Regions from separate parts of the Mus musculus genome. Here region 2 is linked to region 1. The links are chromatin contacts, called in public promoter capture Hi-C maps. All regions are on one chromosome and are shown on one strand. The core of a region is the stretch at or near the end of the contact, and the rest is flanking DNA. Distances in the headings are between cores, read along the strand shown. Region 1 overlaps Dync1h1 (dynein cytoplasmic 1 heavy chain 1). Region 2 overlaps Wdr20 (WD repeat domain 20).

Region 1 (4,908 bases), core at 1,623-4,122:
ACAGCTGCTGGGCAGAGCCAGAGCCACCCGGTCACCACCCAGACTCGGGAGTGACAGAGATAAGGGGACCAGGCTGTCGCTTTCCAAGAGAAAACTGGAGCTCCTACTTGGAGAGCCTGAGAGAATTAAGAGGAAGAAGAAGTACGTGGCCCAGCTCTGGGGCCCGAGTTAGCTCAGGGTAGGGGTGTGGGGCCAGCACAGAGCCAGGGACCCACGCCAAACTCAGTCCTTACCACCCAGCATAAAAATGGGTGTACGGATTCTGAGATGGCTCAGAGGGTCAGGGCGCTTGCTGCAAAGCCTGATGACCGGAGTTCAATCCTTAGGACCCACATGGTGGAAGGAGAGAACCAACGTCCACAGGAACACATAATGGTGTATGTGTGTGTGCATGTGTACGGGTATGTGCGCGAGTGCACACGCACACACACACACACACACACACACACACACACACACACAATGTAAAAAAATATTTAAAAATAGATTGCAATTCAGGGATAGACCCGAGTGGCCTTCACTGGGCCTCCTACCCCAAACCTCAGGATCTTGTTCCATTTCCTGCCATTCTGCCTGCCCATCTCCTGAGTGCTGGATCGAAGGCAGATCCCTTCCGGTTCCTTGTGTGTTCAGAGCTCTCTCACTGCCCGTGCTGGGCAAGCCCTCTGTGTCCCCTGGGAGCAGGCTTCTGGTCGTGCTGGGCTCTCCTGGGAGCTGTTTCTCCCCAGTTGTGCTTCGGCCAGCTTGTCTACTGACCTTTCACTTTCTTTCTGGTAGGTAACAAAGCTGAGCACACGTCTGGGGCTGCTCTCCAGGTCCTGTCCTCCCCTCGGTGGGGACAAGGTTCCCAAGTGCAAATAAAAACGGCACCACAAGGAGGTGCCCGTTTTTGGCAGGGCATGTCCACCTCTGGGTGCTGCTGGGGCCGTTCCAGGATTGGTTATGGGTACTCATCAGTGCCCCAGGTGGCACTGCCAGGGAGGACAACAGGGCTGGTGGCCACTGTCCAGAACGATCCCTCTGATTGTAGGAGGGGTTGGGGATAGGCTGGTATTCTGGGAGCAGAAGTCTAGTTATTGGGCTGGGGTGATCTTCGTGGTCTCAGCGATCCCCACAGACTCAGGCAATATCCTCTGAGGTGTTTGGACGGAGCAAGAAGCCGTGGGTGCCGTGTCACCTGCACCACCCCTAGGTTCCTTAAGAGAACACAGGCTTTTCCTCCTGCAGAGGAACCTGCTGTGTCTTCTCCCAGAGAAGGGAGTTAGGACAGTGCCTCTCTGTGCTAAGGAGTCCTTAACAGCTACGACAACAGCCTCTGCCCACCCTGTACCACACAGTCAGAGGGATTTAGAGATCCTGAGTTGCTAGGACCAGGCTAATTGTCACCCTTCCTGTGGGACGAGGCCACTCTCTCACCACAGGTCATGTGGAAAGGAAGTGTGGGAGGATGGACTGGTGGCAGGGCTTAGGTCTGAGAGAGAGAAGGTCCCCAGGGATAGGGGTGTCAGTCACGAACAGAGTTGCTGCCAGGCCTCAGGGAGGAGGTGCAGCTTTCCTGGTCTCACCCTGTTGCTTCTGCATCTGTGACCACGGTGACAAAGGTGAGGTGGGCTGGGACGCAAGGATTCCCACAGCAGACTGAGCAGAGCGGCAAGAGGCGGGAGCCCGTCATGCTTAGTGTTTTATTTACTAAACCCAGCCATTCGGTCAGCCCTCGGACAGCGCACTCTTCTCTTCTCCCATCCCACCGTCTCCAACCGCAGCACCTGTCACCCGCCAACGCGAACCAACCACTTGCTTTCCAGTCCATCAACCCTTCCACACCGTTAAGGATGAATGAAGGTTAAATATTGGGAGTTTCCTATTCCAGAAAGAGGACTGGAGAAAAGTCTAGCTTTACTCAGTGCACAGAACGGCAACTCCACGCTCATAGAAGCTGCGAGGATCTTCCTTTGTAGCAATTTCAAAGTCCACGGTGAAGATGAGGTCTGCCCGGGTGAAGTTCAGGTAGACAGGTAAGGTCACCTGTGAGACAGACAGAGGGACTTTACTGTTCATCAGCTCTAGGGACAAGCTCCCATGGGGGTCCAGGGCTGGGGTGCAGTTGTTTGCACACAAGTAGAGTCCCAGCACGGCAGAGCCAAAGAGCGAGGCCACGACACTTACCACGCTGGCCTTCTTCTCGGCGCTTGTTTGTTTCACCCAGCGCAGCTGTGTGAGGGGGAGGACTGTGGAGATGGCATTGGAGAGTGATAGCTTGTTGTTGCTGCACGTGGCCCCTTGGAGCTTCAGACCTGTGAGGAGATGTGGAGAAGGGGCTGAAGCCATACAGAGCCACACAGCTCGGCTTCCAGGACACCCACAGGCTCAGCTGGGCGGCTCTGCCCAGACACTTTGGGTACATTCATTTGGAAACAGGTTTCACAGAAAGGCCAGGCTGAGAGATCAGACGCCAGCTCACCTGTGACTCCAAAGCTGCAGGCATCAAGGGTGGCACTCTGTGAGGCGGTGACATTGACTTCCAGGCAGAGTTCCTCCAGGGACCAGCTGTTAGCTTGTGCCACATACTGTCTGGTGGCAGTGATGTAGGCCTCAGGTACAAACAGGCCACCCAGGCACACGTGGATGTTCTGTGCAAACAGTGCGGTGGAAAGGAGAGCAGGTCAGGTACAGGCCCTGGTTGTCCTTAGTGCCATCGAGAAAGAACACTTTCTACCCAAGTCCAGGACAATCAGTGCCACTCCTGACCCTACCCCCCTACCCCGGGCCATGCATGCCCACCTTCAGTTCCTTGGCACCACCAGATGCAGCTGCTTGTGAGATGTTCTGCAGCTGTTTGATCCTCTCGCTGAAATCTGACACCCACTGGATCACAGTCATGCCTGCAGGCACTGTGTAATGGGACCAGCTCCGAGGCAAGATCCCTGCAGCAAGGAAGAGAGCCGCAGGCCTCAGCACTAGTTCTGCCAAGTCCCCCTCTGCAGACGTGGCTCAGGCTGGCAGCATCTGCACACCACAGCCCGCTCTCCTGGCTGCGCCTGGTGTTCTGTCCACAACCAGGAAGGCCCTGGGCAAAGCTGTCTCAGTAGTGTGGGGTGCCTGCTTAGAGGTGTTGCAGCGTGCAGTGTGTCTGGACCAGGCCCCGCCCACCCCTCTGTCCTCTTCACTGCATTAACCCTGAAAGTCACAGGAGCTGCCTGTGGAAAACCTAGGGAAAACCAGGGGCGTTGCTAAGACCCCCACTATTGAGGAAGCCTGAAAGAGACACGTGTGGCCTGGGGACTGCAGTGTGCCCGCACATGGGGTGTGGACAGTGGCAGACCAGCTCCCAGCCGCACACCCCATCAGCACCTTTCACCAGCTCATTGATGAGCGTGCGCAGGTAGTTTGTCTGCTTCTTTTTCCCCTCGCACACTTGAACGACGTCAGCAAGATCTTGGCGCACATCTTGGAGTAACTTGGCCCCCATCTTTACTTCTCTCTCAAAGAACCTAAACAAAGGATCCTAAAGCCAGAGAGAAGAGGGCTAAGGACGGGCTCTGTGCAGAGACAAGGCACACCTGGGAGCAGCACCAGAGCTTTTGACCAGACCTTTTTGGGAGCTGGCCAGAGTGCAGTGTGGCCCTGGCCTGATGAATTTCTCTGCCCCTCTCAGATCACAGCTTTCAAAGAGTTTAATTAAAGCGGTGGCCATTCTTTTTTTTTTGTATTTTGGGTTTTCGAGACAGGGTTTCTCTATATAGCCCTGGCTATCCTGGAACTCACTCTGTAGACCAAGCTAGCCTCGAACTCAGAGATCTGCCTGCCTGGGGAGCAGCACGCTGAGCCCAGCCCAGCTACCTTGATGTTCTCCACGGTGCGCTTCAGGGGGCTCAGTGTCTGTGGGATGAGGTGCAGCCAGTTGGACGCCGTGGTGTGCAGTGTCCTCATCCAGGCTGGACGGCCATCGGAGGTGGAGTCCGTCCTTGCCTTCTTCTCCGTCTCTGCGTAGGCCAGGTCATCCTCGTCCTCCAGCATCTGCATCTTCAGCATCTTGCTGATCATGTCCACGCCTAGGCCAGGCCCGGGTGGGGAGGACTTCAGTGGACAGGCCAAGAGCTGTTTGACCATCAGCTCACCACGGCAGCCTGTAGGCTGTCCTCGTGCCACACGTCTACCCCAGGGCAATTAAGACAAAGCCAGACCCAATGGCCTGGTTGTGTGCTGTGAGGCTGTAGCCTGCAGGCCTCAGAAGCCTCACTCAGCCTAAAGGCAGACCCTGCTAGGGGTTTGTGATGGCCACTGGGACTCTTCTGAACTCTGCTCACACAAATGCCACGTTACTAAAAGCACACTGGTGCTAGGCCTGTCCCTCACACTTGGGAATTGATGCCCAGGCTGCTGAGGCTCCCTGCTCTCTGGACTGTGCAAAGAAAGGTGGAGAAGCTGGGCAATGCCCTGGTTCTTGACAGTGTTGATGGGTACAGGGCTTAGGGAAGCGCTGGGTCAAGTGACACCAGCACTGAGAACCAATCAGCCTGTGTGCTGGAGAGACTGCATCCAACCCCACAGGGAGCCGCTCAGCCTCCAGACCAGACACTCATCTTCACACTAAATCCATGTCACAGCCGCTCACTTCCTACTGTCCATGGACACCCCCACCTTCTCATGGTCACCTCCTCCCAGACAACAGGCAAGCTCTCAGAGCGTTCTCCATAGGAGGAGGTAGCTGGGAACACTTCATCTTGCTTCACCTACTTCTGAATGCCTGCACTAGCCCTGCCTGTTTTCTTAGCCTTCCCATAAGGGTCAGGTCAGACCACCAGAAGGACAAGGACAGGGTGTAGCAGGCTGGTGCTATGTTGCTGCTGCTGAGTCACCTCACCTGCTGTTTTTAAAAGTGTCCCATGTCATCCAGGTTAGCCTAGA
Region 2 (4,908 bases), core at 732-3,231, 130 kb before region 1:
GTTGAACATTTCTCCTGCTTTGCAGGACTCCTAGCCAACCCAACCTGCACCCATTAAGTCAGGTAGTAAGGAAACCCTGGAATTCTGTGAGGGCTGAGAGGCAGAGCATAGGGCTTGGCAGGCCACCGGCCTGGAGGACAGGCCGCTAAGCAAAAGCCCAGTGTCTCGGGAACTAAGAGGCAACAGCTGTATGGGGCAGCATGGGCCGGCTCCCTCTCACCTTGTCGCCCGGGCAGGGACCTGTCCTTAGAGCAGGACAACAAGCATGGCTGATGCTCCTGGGCAGTGAAGTCACCTACTGCTCCTGCTACCCTGGGCTCTAGGTGATCACAGCAGCCAAGCCCCAGCACAGAAGCCCAGCAGGGGTGAGGTGGGAAGAGCTCCTACAGAGGCCCACGGTGCCCTTGGCTCACTAGGCTGGCTAGGTGGCTGCAGAGCCAACTGGTAGACCTTCAGAGAGTTATCATTAGCATTACATTTGACCTTTTCACACTCAGAGAATCCCAGTGCCTCACTGAGAGCAGCTCACACAGCAGAATCTGGGCTGCTCAGTATCTGCATTTCATCTAGAAGCTAACTGAGACCATGGTCCACACAGAGTCATCCATGGTGTCTCACAAACATTAACAAGGCTCTGAATTTTACAGCATTTAACAGCTTCTCTCTTTTGGCTCACTGAGATTCCTTTTTATGAAGCTTGGATGTGAAAATGACTTAAAATTTATCTACATTTACAATGCATTCACACGTTTATTCAATGTCAATATACAGAGGACAGCCTCCAGTACTTCAGAAGTCAAGTATATGGTAAATCTTTTGCTGTGACAGGGACAAGGGAACAGCTAAAAGACAAAGCAGTGAAACAGAACATGGTTCTCAGAAATGAATAACAATACTGATATTCAAGCTTCATTAGTTATTGCGACATTAGGAGCTCAGTTTCCTGGTAGTTCACAGCAGGAGGGCTCTTCATGAAATTTATTCAAGTTGTGAAGAGATCAGATGAAAATGTAAGAAAGGAATACATGTATTACCTTGACTTTCACTGAAAATAAATATACCCATACAACTTTACACAATGTCACTTAATAACAGTCTTTAAAACCTAAGTACACAGAAGTAAAAATGCACGATTTTCATACTTTTACCTCAAGAGTCAGGAATTGAACCATGACACAAAGAAAATGTAATAAGTGCAGCATGAGTGAAAACCCCAGCATCATGGGACAGTTGCTCCATGAAAAGAACAGTCTTACAATTCAATCTGGGATCTGATTCGTCAAGGTAACAGCTGAATACAAGTGCTTTTCCACAAATGAGCCACAGGCTTTACCAGGGCCACACTGACGTCTCTGTTCCCTGGGACAGCCACCACATAGCACTTTGATGAGCACCTTGTTAACCTAAGCCAGCTTGTGGTGGTCCAGTCAGCCCAAGGCAAACAGCATGCTCTGACATAAACAGGGCATGGGGGTGTGGCGGCTCCCCCATGCATTCCCAGGACAGAGACCAGTTCAGCCTTAGAAACCAAACCCAAGCCAGAGGCCATGTCTTCAAGTCAGTACAGGCCTACCCAGAGAAGTGCACGGAGGCTCCATGGGTAAGGAGAGGGCCTCAACAGTGGTCACACATGCCTCAGTGCTGCAAACTGGTCCTGAGCCAAGATGTGTGACTAACTGCCCACAGCGTAGCGTGCACTCCAAGGTCAGCCACTGGAAAAGCCACCACTAAGCTCTGGCTGGCCGGCCGTGTCTTGTGTCCTGTTACTCTTTACACTTCCGAGCTTGCTCAACAAAGAAAACGTTTCCCTCCAGCAGGTGAGAGGGCCTTGTACACAGGCACACGTGTGCCTTATAAGGCAGGCTCACTCATTTTAGCACAAATTCAGAATGCATCATTACAGGATGGAAGGAACAGCTGTGCCCTGAGCGTTTAAGACAAACACTAGAGCAGACTACTGACCTGGGCCTTGTCCACCTAATTTAAGAGTGCCTCTGAAGACAATGTGGCTGCTCTCCTCTCCCTGCTGGCTTCTCTAATGGCCCTCACCCTGCATCCTGACCTCAGCAGCTCTCAGAGCACTTCTAAACTCAACCATCAGGACAAACTTAATCCTCTGCCCTGTGTAGGCTAATCTGGAGGCAGAAGCCACTACTAGCTGCAGGTATCACCCAGTCTCTCTGGAGCATTTGTTTAAGAGGAAGATACAACTTCTGAGCCTCTGCAGAGGGCTGGGATGTGGCGTGTTGGGCAGGGGTTGAGTCCTTTGGCATAATCCCTGGCACCACATGCACAGAGAAGGAAAACGGGGGGGGGGGGAGCTGGGGGCTGATTCACCATAGCTACAGGGCAGCTGCTTTCTCGAGTCACCAGAAAGGTTGTCTGCGGTGGGCAAGCAGGACAGACAGGAGGGTCCAACTGTCCAGTGGCCCTCACTGAGCCCGCAGACTCTGTCTGGGTCACAGCAAGCAGACTGGAACCCTGCCTTTAAGAGCCTCTTGCCAGTAGCTGTTTTAGTCCAGTAGCTAGTTACCAAAGATATTCTTGCTCATGAAAACGCTCAGGGAAGTTTTGATGAGGAAGCTCAAAGTTTGTTTAGAAAACTAAAAACATTTCTCTGGGTGGCTACTGTAGAAGCACAGTGGCCCTAGTCCTCATTCTTTGGAGATCAGGACCCACCATGGCAATCGGTGCAACCCCATGACACCCCACCACCTCTGTCTGCAGGGCACAAGGAGGAAGGAAGCCCCGCCCTCCAGCACCAGCACCCTCTTCTGGAGCTGCCGCACCTTTAGTTCTGGTCTTGGAGAACACCTTGCACTCTGTCCTCCTGCCTGCAGAACTGCTCTGCCGGCTGTCAAAGAAAGGGGGGCAGGAGTCAGTCAGGGGGGTAGAGCGGGCCTGGAGCAGCACCACGCCCTCCATGCAGGGGCCAGCCTGGGCCAGGTCATGCAACTAAGACAGCCCTCTAGAGCTGGCCTGGGCTCTTACCAGACCCTGAACCTAGCAGGGAGCCCAGGAGGGTAAGACACACACACAGCAAAGGACCCCAAACAGGGTTTCCAGGTTAATCATTAAGGACACAACACTTAGCAGCAGAAGTTGAAATATACTGTGACTAAACCCCAAATCACAAACTGTGACGTTTTTATGGGGATGCAGAAGAGAATTCATAGGTCTCCATCCGACAACATCAGCAGGGTCTTTTCTTTCCCCCTTTAAAGAAAGTAGTTTCCACCCTGTTCTACCTCCCCCGCTTCCCACTAGCGAGTGATTCGAGTCACTGTCAGCATCCTATCTATTTCCCCTTGATCCCAGCTCATGGGTCTAGGAATGCTACCAGGACAGGGCATCTGTAAGCTCCCATCATCTGTGCTGGGTCCACAGATACACATGCAATGGCCCCCTGCCAGCAAAGATACCCTCAAACTGAGAGACCACCATATGCTTCACCATAAACGTTACTTACCTATGACTGGCCACTCCCTATTTAGGCCAAACACACAGTCTTGAATTTGGAAACTGCATACTCAATGACTCCGAAGCATTTGACAATATCTCAGAAACTGCACAGAGTGTTTTATTTCTAGCCTGCCCACCCAGCAGCTCAATTTGATCTCTGAAGTTCTGAAAGTCTATATAGCAGCAGTCTTTGCTACCTCAGATCAGAACCCTACGAACAAAGGAGTCAATTTCCAGGGTAGATGGGACATGAGTACCCTTGTGAAGAGTTAGTTGCTCATGGAACAACATGAAATGCCTTGGCACACAGGTGAGATACGCTGGAGACTGCCACCATCTCATAGGCAGAATGTTTCGGTGGCTACCACATTAAACAGCAGCCACTTCTTGGGGGGGGGGGGGATAGGAATGGGGGGCGCCCAGATCCACCATGAACATGTAAGAGCAAGGGAAGGGGCCTGGGATATGGCCTGGATTTCTGGAAAGGGAAGCCAGTAGCTGACCACTGTCTACCAGAGTCTTGATACCTTGGAGACATAAAAGCCAAGTCTTCATTACTGAGCCAAGTTCACTCTAGACTCAATACAAACGATCATTACTGCTATATTTAACTACAAAGGTGTACAACACAGAAAAATAATCCTAAATGTTCTAAATAAATTAAGAAATAAAATAACTATCATTTTGATACAAAATACCCAGCTCAAGGAACTATCCTCCACTGTGAAAACTGGTGTTTGAAAAGAAATTCCTTGAGCAGCTGAGCTGGACCTAAGGAGCTGAAAGCAAACTGCCACAGGGGCAGTTGACCCAGCACTGCTCCTGAGGACACGGGCTAAGGGAGGGGTGGCACTCAGGGTAGGATCTGAGTCCTACAGCAGTGCTGTCTCCAAGAGTCCTGGACTCTCAGCTGCTGTACAAGAACATGACGGCTGTGTGTGTGTGTGTGTGTGTCTTTGTGCTTTTCCCCTGGGGGACCTGAACCCACCAAATGCCAAGTCAGGAGGCACGCTGCAGCCTGGACACCTAACAGTCCTCACAGAGCAGAACAGAGGAACCTGTCCTTGGCTTCCAGCCAACTTCCTGCCCCTCCCACTCCATACAACAAAACAGTCAGACCCTCTCTTCTGCTGTTGGGGAAAAACTAAGTATGTGCATCTAACATGTGAGTCTTAGCTGATGTGGCAAGAGGGAGGCCTTCTGAAAGCCGTGGCTGCTGTCCTTGGCCACCGAACATCTAAACTGCCCAGCTCCGGAACACGTGGGGACTTTAGTGCACAATTTGAATCAGAGTTCTACAAACTGCTTCTTTGAAAAAAGATGTTTATTAAACAATTTTAATTGTCATAAAATGACTAAAATGGGTTTTAAAAATTAAGGCTCTTCTCTTTCTGTGGATTGCCAGACAATGTAAAAATAATATCAATCAACCCTGATGAATGCTTT

What was found. Capture Hi-C pulls out chosen DNA fragments and counts their contacts.
Region 2: a promoter capture Hi-C map of pancreatic islet shows a contact between it and region 1. The contact joins two enhancer-like sites. A contact is called at or near these places in 2 of 39 promoter capture datasets (embryonic stem cells and frontonasal cranial neural crest), 2 of 484 Hi-C or Micro-C datasets (bone marrow-derived macrophages and nephron progenitors), 1 of 115 datasets of contacts at active chromatin or transcription factors (embryonic stem cells) and 4 of 9 other capture datasets (adipose tissue, embryonic stem cells, liver and 1 more).

What each region holds. Positions count from the first base shown.
Region 1 is chr12:110,663,680-110,668,587 of GRCm38.p6, reverse strand. Dync1h1 (dynein cytoplasmic 1 heavy chain 1) reads right to left here. Exons shown (of 77, transcript NM_030238.2): 72 at 3,841-4,052; 73 at 3,352-3,505; 74 at 2,782-2,924; 75 at 2,462-2,630; 76 at 2,167-2,294; 77 at 1,644-2,025. The coding sequence ends at 1,897. It overlaps 1700001K19Rik (RIKEN cDNA 1700001K19 gene), which reads left to right. Exons shown (of 6, transcript NM_025488.2): 5 at 1-141; 6 at 778-899. The coding sequence ends at 781. Among named protein-coding and RNA genes, the nearest start is that of 1700001K19Rik, 16 kb to the left of the region's middle. Within about 2 kb of position 2,872, at least 11 of the 459 cell types and tissues checked have an H3K27ac peak or open chromatin away from gene starts, as enhancers often do. A contact at or near this core is called in pancreatic islet, where this site is marked.
Region 2 is chr12:110,794,889-110,799,796 of GRCm38.p6, reverse strand. Wdr20 (WD repeat domain 20) reads right to left here. Exons shown (of 3, transcript NM_027149.4): 3 at 4,769-4,908. Among named protein-coding and RNA genes, the nearest start is that of Mok, 44 kb to the left of the region's middle. Within about 2 kb of position 1,981, at least 79 of the 459 cell types and tissues checked have an H3K27ac peak or open chromatin away from gene starts, as enhancers often do. A contact at or near this core is called in pancreatic islet, where this site is marked.